5 separate regions of the Mus musculus genome follow, and regions 1, 2, 4 and 5 are each linked to region 3. Evidence: chromatin contacts called from public HiChIP or PLAC-seq, Micro-C and promoter capture Hi-C data. All regions are on one chromosome and are shown on one strand. The core of a region is the stretch at or near the end of the contact, and the rest is flanking DNA. Distances in the headings are between cores, read along the strand shown. Region 1 has its middle 39 kb from the start of Ttc9. Region 2 holds the start of Med6 (mediator complex subunit 6). Region 3 holds the start of Smoc1 (SPARC related modular calcium binding 1). Region 4 holds the start of Map3k9 (mitogen-activated protein kinase kinase kinase 9). Region 5 holds the start of Ttc9 (tetratricopeptide repeat domain 9).

Region 1 (2,874 bases), core at 93-2,592, 640 kb after region 3:
GGCTCAGCCTCGGACCCAATGAACCAGATACCCAGGGATAATGCCCAGCATGGTGAGTGGGTAAGCTAGGGACCAGCTCTCACAGAATGGCAGACTCCCTCCAGCATCACTCCTGCAGGCACCCGGCCCAGTCACTTCAGAGCACGTGACCTCTTACAGTGGACAAGTGAAGCTTTGTCAGAGTGCTCACTGAACAGACTTGTGGTTGTGTGACACAGAGGTAGTTACTTTCTGACTCATTTTCCTAATTTACGTAGAAGGGCGTGAGGATTAAGAAACGACTGGTGCCGGGCAGTGGTGGCACACGTCTTTAATCCCACCATTTGGGAGGCAGAAGCAGGCGGATTTCTGAGTTCCAGCCTGGTCTACAGAGTGAGTCCCAGCACAGCCAGGGCTACACAGAGAAACCCTGTCTTGAAAAACCAAAAAGAAAAAAAAAAAAAAAAGAAACGAAAGGAAAAGGAATAAATGGCTCGCAGCTACTGTCTGCTACAGAGTAAGCACAGAATAAACTACTATTTCCTCGCCCACCCTCCTCAGCCTCAATTTCCCTCACTTACAGTGTGATGACACCTCTGTGCCTGCCCTCCCTGTTCTCACACTCGGTTCTCTAAAAGCCCTTGTGCAGCTCTGGTCAGTGGTACAAGCTTTTGGGAAGGGTGGCAGGAAACAGGCTGAGCCCTATGTGGCACTGTCTTGCCCTCTCCTCAGCAATCAACGGGAAACATTCTGATGGTTTTCAAGGCCCACTGCCCTCTGGTCACATCCAAAGAGCAACACAGTTTTCTTCCTGACAATCCACCCAAGAGGACAGGCAGCCTCCATGATGCAAGGAGGAAGCAAGTATTGGGAAATAGAAGGAAAAGTAGCCACTTGACTTCTGGTGACCTTGGTATTCCCATCACGTGACCGTGGTGCTGCAGTTTTGATGAAGATGTTCCACCCTCTGTATCCAGTGCCACAGCAGCCTGGGGGGCAGGGAGAGGGCAGGTGGTGGAGGCGGAGAAGATGCTCTCTGTCCATCAGGCATGGTATAGTTCAAATTACCGAGTCAGCATGAAAAGTCCCACTCTAAATGGACTGAAATTGGATTCTATTAAAAACCGCATGCAGCAAGGCCTTTGGCTATTAATACTTGCTAAGACATAGGAGAGAGAGTGGAGGCGTTTGGCCTCTGAAGAAGGTTGGGACTCAGCTGCTGTGGAATAGCTTGTGTGGAAGGAGGCCTACATTGCCCTGGTTTAAAGGTCTCTAAGAATGGTAAGAGTGGAAGGAAGCTTGAGGTGAAATCACCATACCCTCTCATATACGACTGGTCAAATCCAGTCTGGTGACCTACTGAAGGCCACACAGCTTGGAAGTTCTTCAACCAGAACAGGAACTGGGGCCAGTTTGCTCACGACAAACAATACTCTTTCCCCTAAGCCAAAACTGACTCACAAAACCCTTAACTTAAGAAACACATATTTTTTTATTAGGTATTTTCCTCATTTACATTTCCAATGCTATCCCAAAAGTCCCCTATACCCTTCCCCCCCCACTCCCCTACCCACCCACTCCCACTTTTTGGCCCTGGCGTTCCCCTGTACTGGGGCATATAAAGTTTGCATGTCCAATGGGCCTCTCTTTGCAGTGATAGCCGACTAGGCCATCTTTTGATACATATGCAGCTAGAGTCAAGAGCTCCGGGGTACTGGTTAGTTCATATTGTTGTTCCACCTATAGGGTTGTAGTTCCCTTTAGCTCCTTGGGTACTTTCTCTAGTTCCTCCATTGGAGGCCCTGTGATCCATCCTATAGCTGACTGTGAGCATCCACTTATGAAGAAACACATATTTTAATGTTATGAGTCGTTTTGTTCTAAAGAAAGTAGGGACATCATATTCAATCCACTCAGTAACTGTCCCCAATGTGCTCAGCAGAAGGGTGTACCATGGTTAGCAAGACATGTCCGCTGCCTGCAAGAGGATACCAGCAAGAATGGAAAGTAAGCAATACCAGTTCCATGTAGTGAGTGTCACCAAAGACTCTGGGGCACACATAAAAGGGAACGTCTATACCAGTCCTGAGGGAGCAGGAAGGCTTCTTCCCTGGAGTAAAAGAGAGATGTGTAAAGTCAGATCCTGCTCAATGACAATCTCAGTCTCCTTTCCTGGCTATGACTCTAAAAAGATGTCGGAAAGTATTGCACTGTCTTCCTGCCTCTTTCCTGGTTGCTCATGCCTGGAATCAAGCAATGCTGGCTCTTTGTTGCCTTTCTAGGACCAAGAGCCAAGAGATCACGAAAGACTCTCCAGTTGTGTTTGACCAAGTATTTCAGGTAGCTGTTTGTGTGTCTTTGAACGTAGGAGAGACTTAAGACTTCCACAGCTAGGAAGGTGGCTCAGCCAATAGAATTGCTGAGTTCAGATCTTCAGCACCACTACGGTGCTCTTCTTGGGGACCCAAGTGTGGCTCACAACCACTTATGACTTCACTTCCAGGAGCTCCAATACCCTCTTCTGGCCTCAGAAGACACATACACACAGAGAGACAGAGACAGAGAGATCCTCTTTTAAATAAAGTAAATATTACTAAAAGAAATAAAGGGCCCACATCTCCTGCTTTCAAAACTTACCATAAAGCTGTAATAATGAAAATCTTGCGAAGCTAACCTCAAGAGATATCATCGATCAATAGATCCACACAACAGAAATGAGAGTCCAAAAATAAGCTCTGACATTTACAGTAAATTGATTTTCAACAAGGGTACCAAGACAATGGGGGGGGGGTCTTTTCAATTAATGGTGCTGGGTTGACAATATATCCTGTGCCAAGGTAATGATTGGGACCATCTGCCTCATGGTACACACAGAGATCTCAACATGGGCTACAG
Region 2 (2,706 bases), core at 155-2,654, 570 kb after region 3:
TCAGACAGACCAGAAAAGGGCATCAGATCCCATTACAGATGGTTGTGAGCCACCATGTGGTTGGTGGAATTTGAACTCAGGATCTCTGAAGAGCAATCAGTACTCTTAACCCGCTAAGCCATCTCTCTAGCCCCCTTATTACTAATTCTTATTCCATAACCAGAATCACAGATAATCTGCTCCCACTAAATTGTGAGTTTTTATTCATCAGGAATGAGCATAATAATCACTAAATGCTTCCAATCCATGCCTGAAGGTCAAGGCAAGTATGACTTACTTTATTATTCACAGATCTCAATCAATTTAAACAGCCTCATGTATCCATGGACATTCATCTACAAAAACTGAAATGAAAAGTCAAGTCTGAAAATAAAAGGTAAGTTGTGATCACTTCATAAACAGAATATACCAAAAACCAAGCAGATTTAACCTTCTCACTAATGCAGTCATCACTCTTCCAAGCTACCTCTAATTTCTGTCCATCCCAGAAAAGCCCTGGTTTCGTTTTGTTTTCCTTTTTTTGTTTCTAATTCTATCCCTGACTTTTACACTACTGTCAGCAGCTAAAATGATCTAGTAAAGAAATGCGTAAATGAAAAAAAAAAAAGACAAAGTCAGAATATGCCGTCCCTGTTGACTGTTCTCTCACATTTATCTTTCCAGATCTTCTCTTCTACATCTCCTCCCTATGCCAGCTTCTCTGCCATTCCTCTAAACACCAGACACATTACAATTACGCTAACAAATCTAAGTAATAAGCAATCCACTATGTACATGTATGAAATTGCCAAGAGGAAGAATGAAATATACACAAGCAAAAACAAACTGCTAAACAAAATGCTACCCGACCAAGAAGCTAGTAAGAGGTTGAGTCTCCATTCATTTATTTATTCTTACTCAATGAAAATATACCTCTACTGCTCAGCTTGCCGAAGGCAACCACTGAATGAATGATAAGTGAAAGGTATTATAGGCTAAAATTTAAAATTATTAATAAGAAGACGGGGATTTCTGTCCGGGGACCCATAAGGTGGGATCAGCCCTTATCTTATTCCACTTCTCTCTTCCGAAAAGCTATCCCTTCGCCCCGACATAACGCCCAGCATTGTGAGAGAAACCCCTAAATTGTTTCTAGTTTTTCCGCATCTACCCTTTTAAAGAGACTCGTCAGAAAACGGGAAAGCGCGACCCCTTTTCGTTAGATTAGAGCCTTAGGGTATCCAGGAGCCACTCAGAAGAACTTGAGAGACCTCACAAAAGAGGGTAACGCTGACTTCCGCAAGCTATGAAACCCCAGTAAACCACAATCTGGTAAGGGGAGCATAAAATTAATTACCTCGGATATCCACCGCCGCCATAATTCCAAAAGCGCTATAAGAGCCTCCTTCCGGCGCACAGTAAAGGCGATGACTACCGCGACGGAAGCGGAGGCTGCCGGCCGTACGGTTAGCGGGGAGGTCAAAAGTATTCACGCGGAGCGCGGCGGCAGGAAAAAAAAAAAGTGTTTGGGGGCGGGGATGAGACCTAAAGTGGGTGGAGCCGGGTTGAGCTTTGGTCGTTGGACACGGGCGGGAAAGAAGAAGGCGTGTCACAGGGTGGCGGCGGGGAGGGGAGGGGATTGGGACACGCAGAAGGATGGCGCAGGGAAGGCGGGGCCTGTAGACCTGTGGAGTAAGAAGATAAAGAATGACCCCCTCGCTTAGATGCCAAACTGCAGCTGGCAGAGGTTGTAGTAACAGAGCCAGAACAAAACAAACAAACAAAAAATAAGCAAAGCGTTAGGCCCAAACAGTGGGGAAAGTAATTTCATTTACAAGTAAAGAGGTTAAACAGAGCGCTGCCTCGTGCTCACTACTAACATTCTAAAATTCTCTAAACCAAGGCTTTCACTTGTAATCCCATCTCTCAGGAGGCAGAGCCAAGTGCATAACAAATTTGGGGCCAGCCTGGACTACACACAGAGACAGTATTTTTAAAAACCTCATGAGTATAAAAACAAACTGTTAGACTTAGGAGCTCCGTTTTTCACCTTATCTCAAGCAGAGAAAATCAAGAGACTTTGTTATTCCTGTTATTGAACCAACTAAAAACCTAAACCAGTTAAAAACCTGTAGCATTTTATGACTAAATTTCAAGAGATAGGAAGGGAATTCAGGGGTGAATTATTAACAAGATTAAAAAGAGAAAAGGAACTGGGCGTGGTGGCGCATGCCTTTAATCCCAGCCTGGTCTACAAAGTGAGTTCCAGGACAGCCAGGGCTATACAGAGAAACCCTGTCTCAAAATAAATAAATAAATAAATAAATAAATAAATAAATAAATAAATAAATAAATAAATCAATAAATAAATAAATCAATAAATAAAATTTTTAAATGAGAGAAAAGGAACGAAAAAACAACAACAAAAAAGAGAGAGAGAGAGAGAGAAGAGGAATTCCTTGAGTAGTGTCTAAACACTTGAAGGCAGGGAACAATTCTGTGATGTGAGGAAGCCATAGAAACCCACAACAGAACGTTCTGTCTCTAGTGTGGTTTTCTAAAAGCAAAATGATGGAGATGCTTACAAACAAGATACAGAAACTGAGAGGAGAACCCCAAAACCTGAAGGAAGGAACCTAAATTCACAAAACTAAGGACTACCTAGGCTCCCCCAGCATGTAACCAGAATCCACAAACAAGGCAGGAGAACCATTAATTTAACTGGGA
Region 3 (2,700 bases), core at 122-2,621:
TGTTGTTCAGGAAGACTGGCTGGCTGTAGGGTGAAGGCTGTCTGTATGCAGCCAGATGGGGGTTAGGGTTAGCTTGCTCTTATAATCGAGAAGAGAAGCTGGAAGGGAGCAGAGCTAATCTTTGTCAGGACCTCTCAGGGCAGTCAGGGAGCTGTGAAACCTGGGCTTTATTTCAATCTGGTTAGAGAAATGGATCTTTCTTCACGAAGGGACGGGCCTGGACCGGTGGAAATCAAGCACGAAGAGTTGTGTTCCACTTTTGGAGATAATCACGGGTCTCTTGCGGGGAAGGCAGCAGACACTTTGTTGGGTTGAAGTGAGTGTGTGTGATGCGATGTAGCTGTTACCATTTTCAGGGTGGCCTCTTGGACCACTATGGAAAGAGCTCTAGCACCTGATAGGCCTGCTTAGAGCTGACCTATACAATCCAGGCTTGGGCTCCCAGGAAATTGCTCCTTGGAGGTCTCTAGGATATCTGTGCTCACAGAACACTCCTCCATCTCCTCCATTCATAACTTTCCTCCTCCCAATATGGGACCAGGATTCCTGGGACTGCCCTCTCCTCCCCGGCCTCCGCCCCAGCGTTGTTAGGCCACAGAGAAGCTGCTCCTGTGTTCTTTAAGTTCAGACTGATTAGCCAAGATGCCCGGGTTCTGACCGCAGGTCACATGGACCATAGGGCCATAGGGGTAGTTTACTGGACCCTCGGGGGACCCACCTTAGGCTGCTTCGGTTCGCCTCCGTCAGAATTATCTCAGGCAGCCGCTGTGGAACTTGGGTGTCACCCGTAAGGAGATTTTTTTTTTCTTTTTGAAATAAATGAATACCTCTTCCCGTAGGTCGCAGCTCACTCTGTGGGCCGCACCTGGTGGTTCCCCAGGTTGCCCTTGATTTTGCGGCCTCCGGGAAACATTTCTCAAGGACTTTGGGTCATTTGGAGCTATTTTCCCTGCCTGCTTCATGGAGCTGTTGCGACAACTCAAGCCTAAGAACTAACACACGATAAGTGTGTAAGGCTTCTTTACTATCCAGGTGACCATTCAGGAGGGACTGAGGCTGCTGGAGCGCGCGGAGGTTCCCAGCGAGGACTTGCTGAGAAAAAGTTACTCTTTATCCCAGCCTCTGCTGGAGCCCACTGTGGCCGGGAAGCCAGTGTAGCTCCTGGGGGGGTGGGGGGTGGGGGTGGGGGTGGGGGTGGGGGTGGGGGTGGGGTGGGGTACTGACCACGAACCGCCCCTCTCATCTCTCTCCCATTGGCTTCCACCTGCCGGAGGGTCGGCTGCTACAGGCCTCTCGACCCGTCAGTCAGCCTCTCCGGGCCCCGCCCCTCCCCTCCCGGGGTTTATAACGGGAATTCCCATGGCCCGAGCTCCCGCATCCAACCTGCTGTCGCCGCGGCCACGCCGAGCGCAGCAGGCGCCACGCGCAGAGCACACGCTCGCACTCCAGCTCCGGGCCTCCGCCGTTCATGACCGTGACCCCGGGCGCAGGCTCCTCCAGCCCCTGCCGCTGGCTCTTCGGCCACTCCCAGCTGCTGCAAGGGTCCCCACCTCCCCAAGTGCTTTGAAGCTAGCCTGAGCCCCCCTGCCCGCTGCCCGCTCGTGGCTGCCCGGCTCCGCTGGCACCATGCTGCCCGCGCGCGTCCGTCTGCTCACGCCCCACTTGCTGCTCGTGTTGGTGCAGCTGTCCCCGGCCGGCGGCCACCGCACCACCGGCCCCAGGGTAAGTGCGTCTCCCAGCTGCGCGCGCCCACCTGCGCTTGGCCGCTCATCTACAGGAGGGGGAAGGGAGGTGTCAGACCTTGTCCTCGACTTTACCGTCTAGTCCCTTGCAGGCCTCTTGGAGAAGTTGCTGAAATAAAATTTCATTGCCCCCCTCCTTCCCCGCCTTTTCTTGTAGCACTGACTCCCCACGACCTGTCACCGGTGGGTTTTCTTTCTCGAACTTCTCCTGAGGTTTTTCTCCTGGGCCTCCTAGGTCGGTGGGATCTCGGCCTTGGCTGGAGCAGAGTTTCCCTATGTTGTCGCTGCACCAGTCCCTCGAGCTGGCTTTCTTGGCAGGCAGAGGGTGTGTGTGTGTGTGTGTGTGTGTGTGTAGAAGGGGCGGGGGGGGGCACTCTGCCTAGAGAGTTTTAGGTTACCCGCGAGCCACACAAGGACCTTGTGTTGTTGTTGTTTTAAAAAGCAATCGCTGCTCGTAAAACCCACAGCAGATAATTTTAATGCCCCCCTCCTGCTGGCCTGGCCCTGGAGGAGTGGCAGGGGTAGGGAGCCGTGGAGAAGTTCGGAAGAACTTCTCCCCTGGGTTGGATCGGTTGAACCTTGATCTGATTGGAGTTTCTGAACCACACGAAATGTGCCAATTCTGTGCACAGGACGGGTTGTCCAGGGCATTGTAAAAAAAACGGGAACCAGCAGCACCGTGCTCATTTCTGGTCTAGATTATTGTTCTCCCTGCTCCCTCCTAATGGTCTAATAAAGAATTTCACTGCCTTAAAAATGTATTTGTTAAACCACCTAGAGGTTCCTTTGGCAACACGTAAGGGAGGCAGTCTCTGGGCAAGGATCAGGGTCAGTAAGATCAGAAGCCGGACCTCTGGGTAGCAGCTTGCCCGCTCCCATTCTGCGAGAATCTCTCTGGGAAAATAGCAAGGATTTGACTTCTGAGCAAATGAAGTTGGCTTCTCCACCAAATTGTGCT
Region 4 (2,700 bases), core at 104-2,603, 750 kb after region 3:
CTGCTGATCCTGAACTCCCACGAGGGACAGACATACTTTCTCCCTCTAATTATTTCTCCACTCATAACTTTGCCCCCTCCCCTTGTACACACCTTTCCTAACATAATATTCGGCAAGATTCCTCAGGGTACAACTTTGAAATACAGTACGAGAACCCAAGAAACCAACACGAGATTTCAAAGGCACCTGACTCCTGAGTTCACACACGCTTCCGGGACTTGTGAACCTGCCCAGGCAGGCGGGAGGCACCTCCACTCCTCTCTAGACAAATACCTTTAAGAGGCGGAGACAAGAAACAGAAAAGGTCCGCCGGGTCCTTGATTAGGGAACTAAGGTTACTGGTGACAGTAACCACCTGCTCTCCAAAACCCTTCCAGATCTGGAGGGGCACAAGGGGCGGGGGGGGCGGGGGGGGGTAAGGGGTTGGGACGTAAGGAGACTCCTGCTAGGGTTTCAAGAGTTGCTACTTGAGCGAGTCAGATGACGGTGAAGAAGCCCGGTGTTCCAGGCAGGGCCTGCGACTCTGGAGCTTCTGGGTAGCACCAGCTAAAGCCCCTGCAGCCAAAGTGCCCACCCATGCCCGGGCCAGTCGCTCCCCACTCGGGACTGCTCTTCGCCCATCCTTAGGCCTCAGCCCCCCGTCCCCACCGGGCACCGGTGCCCGCCTTCTTACGCTGAATGGGCGGGTAGCAGCTGGGGTCCTCGGCGCCCGGCTGGCAGCGGCTGGAGAAGGCGCTACGCGGGGTCACGTAGTTGCTGGGGAAGATGCCCACCCGCTGGTTCAGCTGTCCGGTCCACCAGCCCTCATCGCCGGACACCTGCGAGTCCTTGGACAGCACCTCTACCACATCGCCCAGCCGCAGGGTCAGCTCGTCCTCGCCCGCCGCCTCGTACTCGAACACAGCCGTCCAGTAGGGCAGCGCGGCGTGAGATCCCAGCTCGGCCGCCGCCTCCTCCTCGTCCTCCTCCTCTTCGGCCCCAGCGCCCGTGGCATCGTCCCCCGGCGGGGCGGCAGTGGCACTCGCCAGGCAGCCGAGAAGCGATCTGGAGGACTCCATGGAGCGGCTGGTCCATAGGGTGCGGGGCGGCCGCCCGCGGGAGCCGCCGCCGCCTATTGTTCATGCGGCTCGGCAGCGCTGGGGGCTCCGCGCCCCCGACGGCCGCCGCAGGTAGGGCCCGAGCAGGCTGGGCGCGCGAGAGTCGAGGACGCCCGGTGCGCACCGCGAGCGCGCACCGCGGACAGGGGCGCGGCGCAGTCCCGGCCGCCTGGCGCCCCCGCGGGCGGCCTCGCCCCTCGGCGGCTCCCACCTGCTCGTGCCGCCCGTGCCCGCCGCCCGCTGGCCGCTCCCTCCCCTCCCCGCCCCGTGCGCCCCGCCTCCCGCACGCCCGGGACCACCTGACGCGAGCCTGGCTCCGCCCCAGCCCTGCGGACCCGGGGGCGGGGCCTCCAGGATGGGCCCGCCTCCACAGCCAACCCATCCTCCCATTGGCCCGCCGCGGCTGTCCGTCTCCTGAGGGTGGCTGAGACCTCATTGGGTGGCTCCCGAAGGTGAGACCCAGCGTGCGTTCGGACAGTCCGAGCGGGCTGCGGAGCCCTCTGTCTTTTGTCCGCGCCGTTTGGTCCTACGGGCTGCGCCAATTCCCGGTTCAGATGGATCTGCTGTTCCCCTATTTGGCCACGGGGACCAGCTTACGTCCACTGTCGCCGCTACGCACACACTCACACCCCGGAACCTTATGGCTAGCGATGGAAGAACTCTTTCGATTGCTCTGCTGGCCTTAATGAAGACTGTGTTCATCTTTGTAAGAAGAAGTTCCTGGCCATTGTTATTAGAATTCCGAAAGGGGAGGTCTCCTAGTGGGGCTTCCGCAGGCTCGGGAAGTCATGCGGAACCAGCTAGTTTGCGCTTGCCTTGTGAAACTGGCTATATCTAGGACCCTGGTGACTGGATACCCAGTTTCCAAAGACTAAAGGAGTAAAGGCGGGTGCTGCCTGCCATTCTTGGGCAAGGGCTGACCTATGCTATGTCTTTTTGTTACCTGCCGCCACCACCCCCAAGGACCTTAACCTCTTTTACATGTTTTTAAGCCTGTCATAGCAATGGCTTCCATATTTCAGCCATGGTAACTACCAAACTGTATTTCCAAGACAGGCATTGATGTGATTTGTGTAACAAGAGTCAGTACTTCATTGTTTATTTGCTCATTTGTGGTTTTGAAGCAAGATCTTACTGGGTAGGCCATACTGGCCTCTCATTATCTCGCTGCCTCAACTGCCCAAGTCTTGGGATTACAGGCGTGTGCCAATGTGCCCCACCAGACCATTTTTGTTTCATTTTAATTTGAAGTTTAATATTAGGCAAACTGGAGCAATTTGAAAAAATAGCGAGGCAGCTACATGACCTTGGGCAGGTGCCATCTGTTTATCCTTGAAGTGAAGACCGTGGAGGGAAAAGCCTCCTGTGTTTTAGTTTTGGACATCCAGTGATTTGCAAGGGGCTGTGACTACATTGTAAAGGGAGACACTGTGCACATTTAAGGTCTTGGGAAAGGGATGAGATGGTACTGTTCAAGGAGCATCCAGACAGTCCTGGGGACGGAGATCCGGAAGTAAATCCCCTAACGCAGTCAAGTTTATAGGAGGGTCTAACATGTTCAATTCCTGGGAGGGTCAGTAAACTGGGAAATACATGCGTGAGT
Region 5 (2,700 bases), core at 189-2,688, 600 kb after region 3:
TTAAAGTGCAACTTCTGGGTCAGTGGGCTGGCAGTCTTGCACCCGGAGCACTTCTTGCAGGCTCATCAGTGATGCTCATTCTGCTGGTCCAAAACCTGAGTAGGAAGTTTTCACAGCACTGTCTCTGAGCTCCTCTTGGAGCTACAGAAGCACCGATTGCTGGATCCAAGGCTAGGGTCCTGTTTTAGACAATCTGGACTATGTCCTTAGAGCTTGCATATAATAATTTCCAGAAGATGTTGATGCTGCGGATCTGGGAAACACCCTTTGAAAATCACATTAAGAGCATCTTTTCGTTCCCTTAATATCACTAAAAATGTATCTATCCTCTTCATTGCCTATAAACCCAAATCCAAATGCTTTATTCAGAAACCCCTGGCATCCCTCTCACTTGGAAAGCCATAAAGTCAAACCTTTAGGCCTTAAATATGTCTGAGGTGTCCAACATTACAGCTCTGAGAGCTTTCTTGCTTTGTCTGGTATTTTACTCCTTCCCTGTGCCCATCCTTTGGGGGGTCTTCAAATGTTATTACCCTGTAAGGAATTCCCAGGGCTCCACAGCGCTTTCTGTGATTGCTAGTGGGAATTGTATCTTCCAGCAGTAAACTGGGTTCTTTTGGTGTGTGTGTGGTGGGGGGGGGGGGGCTGTAACTTGCCTATTTTCATCTGCCTGTGTGTGGCTCAGCCAATCTCCTGCATACAGCTGACACTCTCACTGACAGAGGGAAAGAAAGAAGGAGCCTCCCCAGGAAGGGTGCGTAACTGTCCAGTAATGGAAACTGGAACCCTGTGCCCGCCAAGCCTGATGACCAACAGTAACAGGTGTTTCCATCTCCGCTTCTGTGATTCATTCTGCATAGCTGCGCACGCACATAGCGTAAGCACACACAGTCTCCCGGAATACAACGCCAGGCACGCAGACGTGCACCCGGTGTCCTGGGCGCCCGGGAGACACACCTCAGCGACAACCTGGATCCACAAAAGCGAGGCTCTGCCACCTAAAATAGTAATGTCTTACTGCAAACAAAACAAGCAGTGGCACCTGCTTATTTTCCTTGCTCCCTGGCGCACCTTTCTCTTTAGTCCTAAAGAAAGCTATTGAGGTGACCCCCCCCCCTCCCAGTCCTTCCCATACACACACACCCCTCCCCCATAGCTTCTTTTGGCCACGGCGCGCCTCGGAAGGCTGGATGAATGGGAACCAGGGGGCCCTCTTTGTCGCTAATCTTCCCCTCCTTTGAGCAAGCCCAGCTTCTTCCGGGTCAGCGACAATCACCACCACCCCAGTCGGGCCCGTTGTCCCCTGCACCACGGCCAGGCTCGCACAGGGTCCGGTAGCCCGCGGGGACAGGTTGCGGGAGCAGAAAAGGGCGGGGACGAGGGCGGGCGCCGAGGGAACGGGGGAGGGAGCTGGGAGGGGAGCGATCGCAGGAGGAGGGAGCTGCCTCGGGCGGCTGGCGAAAAGGATGGGAGTGCGGGGCAAGCGCGCGGCGCCCAGGGTAACGGCCGCGGCAGAGTCTGCGGGGCGCGAAGCCAGCGCTCCGCGCTTTTAAAGCCCGGATCGCGACGCGCTCTAGGCGCGGGCGGCGGCCGGATGGAGAGGAAGGGCTTGGCGGCCCGATCCTCGGGGAACCCTAGCCCGCCTGCGCTGGGTGAGGGACCGCGGCCCGTGCCGCCGCCGTGCGTCCCGAGCGGCGGAGGAGCCCCGGAGCGGGGCCAGGCTGGAACGGCGGCCGAGCCCGCGGAGCTTATCCGGCGCGCACACGAGTTCAAGAGCCAAGGGGCGCAGTGCTACAAGGACAAGAAATTCCGCGAAGCCATCGGCAAATACCACCGGGCGTTGCTGGAGCTGAAGGGATTGCTGCCGTCACAAGAGGAGCGGGACGCACGGCCAGCCTCCTCGGCAGGGGTTCCCAAATCCAGCCGCCTCTCAGAGGAGCAGAGCAAGACGGTTGAAGCCATTGAGATCGACTGTTACAACAGCCTGGCAGGTAAGCCGCGCCCCGCCGCACCCCCTCCTCTCCTTCCCCGGGCCTCCAGGGGCCCCGCCCGGCCACGCGTCCCGTCCCCAGCTTTCCCAACCTAGTCTCTCTGGATCCCAGAGCGCCGCTGAGGCACACCGCGGTGCAGACTCCCTCCCGTGACAGTGGTGCTCTGGGGAGATCTGGGAGGGAGGCGCTTGAGAAAAAGTGTGACTTTCAAGATGATGTCTTCCAAAGGCCATAGTCATCTTGAGTCTCTTCCCTTGCAAACATGGTGAATCTTGCCTATAAATGACCGGGCAGACAGAGGGCGACCCAGCGGGCCTGTCAGCGACTGCTACTGCTCACTTGGGTTCAAACTGAAGAGATAGAAGAAGCCAGAGATACCGCACAAGCCATGGGCTCTAAGGCTAGCTCATGCACCTGTCTGTCTCACTCGGGTGTCACTGGCTTTAAAGTTGACCTATGTCTTCCCTTAAGTAACCAGATGGAAACAGGCCTTCCCTCAAGTTCTCCTGCCCCAGTAGCAAAGGGGATTTTTTTTTTTTTTCAGGATGTCCTGAGTAAAATGGATTCCAAAATGCTACTTTCTTCTCTCCGGGTCTTGCTCCAGCAGTCTCAGGGCTCTGAGTTCATGGTTGGTCCTTAGCCCTGCTGAATTCTTAGTCTCCTGCCTAAGGCTCTTCTGTTGGGCTGAAGGTGTACTTCCATGGTGTGC

Evidence for each region. Promoter capture Hi-C pulls out the DNA fragments that hold promoters and counts their contacts. A called contact is a pair of places that touch in the nucleus more often than the background predicts. HiChIP or PLAC-seq counts read pairs in DNA pulled down with a chosen protein or histone mark.
Region 1: an H3K27ac HiChIP or PLAC-seq map of embryonic stem cells shows a contact between it and region 3, with 2.4 times the contacts expected there. The contact joins the enhancer-like site here to the promoter of Smoc1 in region 3. A contact is called at or near these places in 3 of 39 promoter capture datasets (the 3T3-L1 cell line, the C10 cell line and hippocampal neurons), 4 of 115 datasets of contacts at active chromatin or transcription factors (all in embryonic stem cells) and 1 of 9 other capture datasets (embryonic stem cells).
Region 2: a promoter capture Hi-C map of hippocampal neurons shows a contact between it and region 3, with 4 times the contacts expected there. The contact joins the promoter of Med6 here to the promoter of Smoc1 in region 3. A contact is called at or near these places in 5 of 39 promoter capture datasets (cranial neural crest, embryonic stem cells, frontonasal cranial neural crest and 2 more) and 3 of 115 datasets of contacts at active chromatin or transcription factors (embryonic stem cells and stem cell-derived neural progenitor cells).
Region 4: a contact with region 3 is called in a Micro-C map of embryonic stem cells, with 4 times the contacts expected there. The contact joins the promoter of Map3k9 here to the promoter of Smoc1 in region 3. A contact is called at or near these places in 14 of 39 promoter capture datasets (the 3T3-L1 cell line, the C10 cell line, the HPC-7 cell line and 8 more), 1 of 15 datasets of contacts at CTCF or cohesin (embryonic stem cells), 1 of 484 Hi-C or Micro-C datasets (embryonic stem cells) and 6 of 115 datasets of contacts at active chromatin or transcription factors (embryonic forebrain, embryonic stem cells and stem cell-derived neural progenitor cells).
Region 5: a contact with region 3 is called in a promoter capture Hi-C map of liver, with 3 times the contacts expected there. The contact joins the promoter of Ttc9 here to the promoter of Smoc1 in region 3. A contact is called at or near these places in 9 of 39 promoter capture datasets (the 3T3-L1 cell line, the C10 cell line, HPC-7-derived erythroid cells and 4 more), 1 of 484 Hi-C or Micro-C datasets (embryonic stem cells), 4 of 115 datasets of contacts at active chromatin or transcription factors (embryonic stem cells, forebrain and stem cell-derived neural progenitor cells) and 1 of 9 other capture datasets (embryonic stem cells).

What each region holds. Positions count from the first base shown.
Region 1 is chr12:81,668,424-81,671,297 of GRCm38.p6, forward strand. No RefSeq gene overlaps it. Among named protein-coding and RNA genes, the nearest start is that of Ttc9, 39 kb to the left of the region's middle. Within about 2 kb of position 1,343, at least 34 of the 459 cell types and tissues checked have an H3K27ac peak or open chromatin away from gene starts, as enhancers often do.
Region 2 is chr12:81,593,604-81,596,309 of GRCm38.p6, forward strand. Med6 (mediator complex subunit 6) reads right to left here and starts at 1,405. Exons shown (of 8, transcript NM_001347384.1): 1 at 1,337-1,405. The coding sequence starts at 1,358.
Region 3 is chr12:81,025,437-81,028,136 of GRCm38.p6, forward strand. Smoc1 (SPARC related modular calcium binding 1) reads left to right here and starts at 1,372. Exons shown (of 13, transcript NM_022316.2): 1 at 1,372-1,722. The coding sequence starts at 1,627.
Region 4 is chr12:81,779,817-81,782,516 of GRCm38.p6, forward strand. It overlaps Map3k9 (mitogen-activated protein kinase kinase kinase 9), which reads right to left and starts at 1,354. Exons shown (of 11, transcript NM_001174107.1): 1 at 674-1,354. The coding sequence starts at 1,058. Gm46366 (a long non-coding RNA gene) reads right to left here. Exons shown (of 3, transcript XR_001780649.2): 3 at 2,204-2,700.
Region 5 is chr12:81,629,811-81,632,510 of GRCm38.p6, forward strand. Ttc9 (tetratricopeptide repeat domain 9) reads left to right here and starts at 1,439. Exons shown (of 3, transcript NM_001033149.3): 1 at 1,439-1,991. The coding sequence starts at 1,595.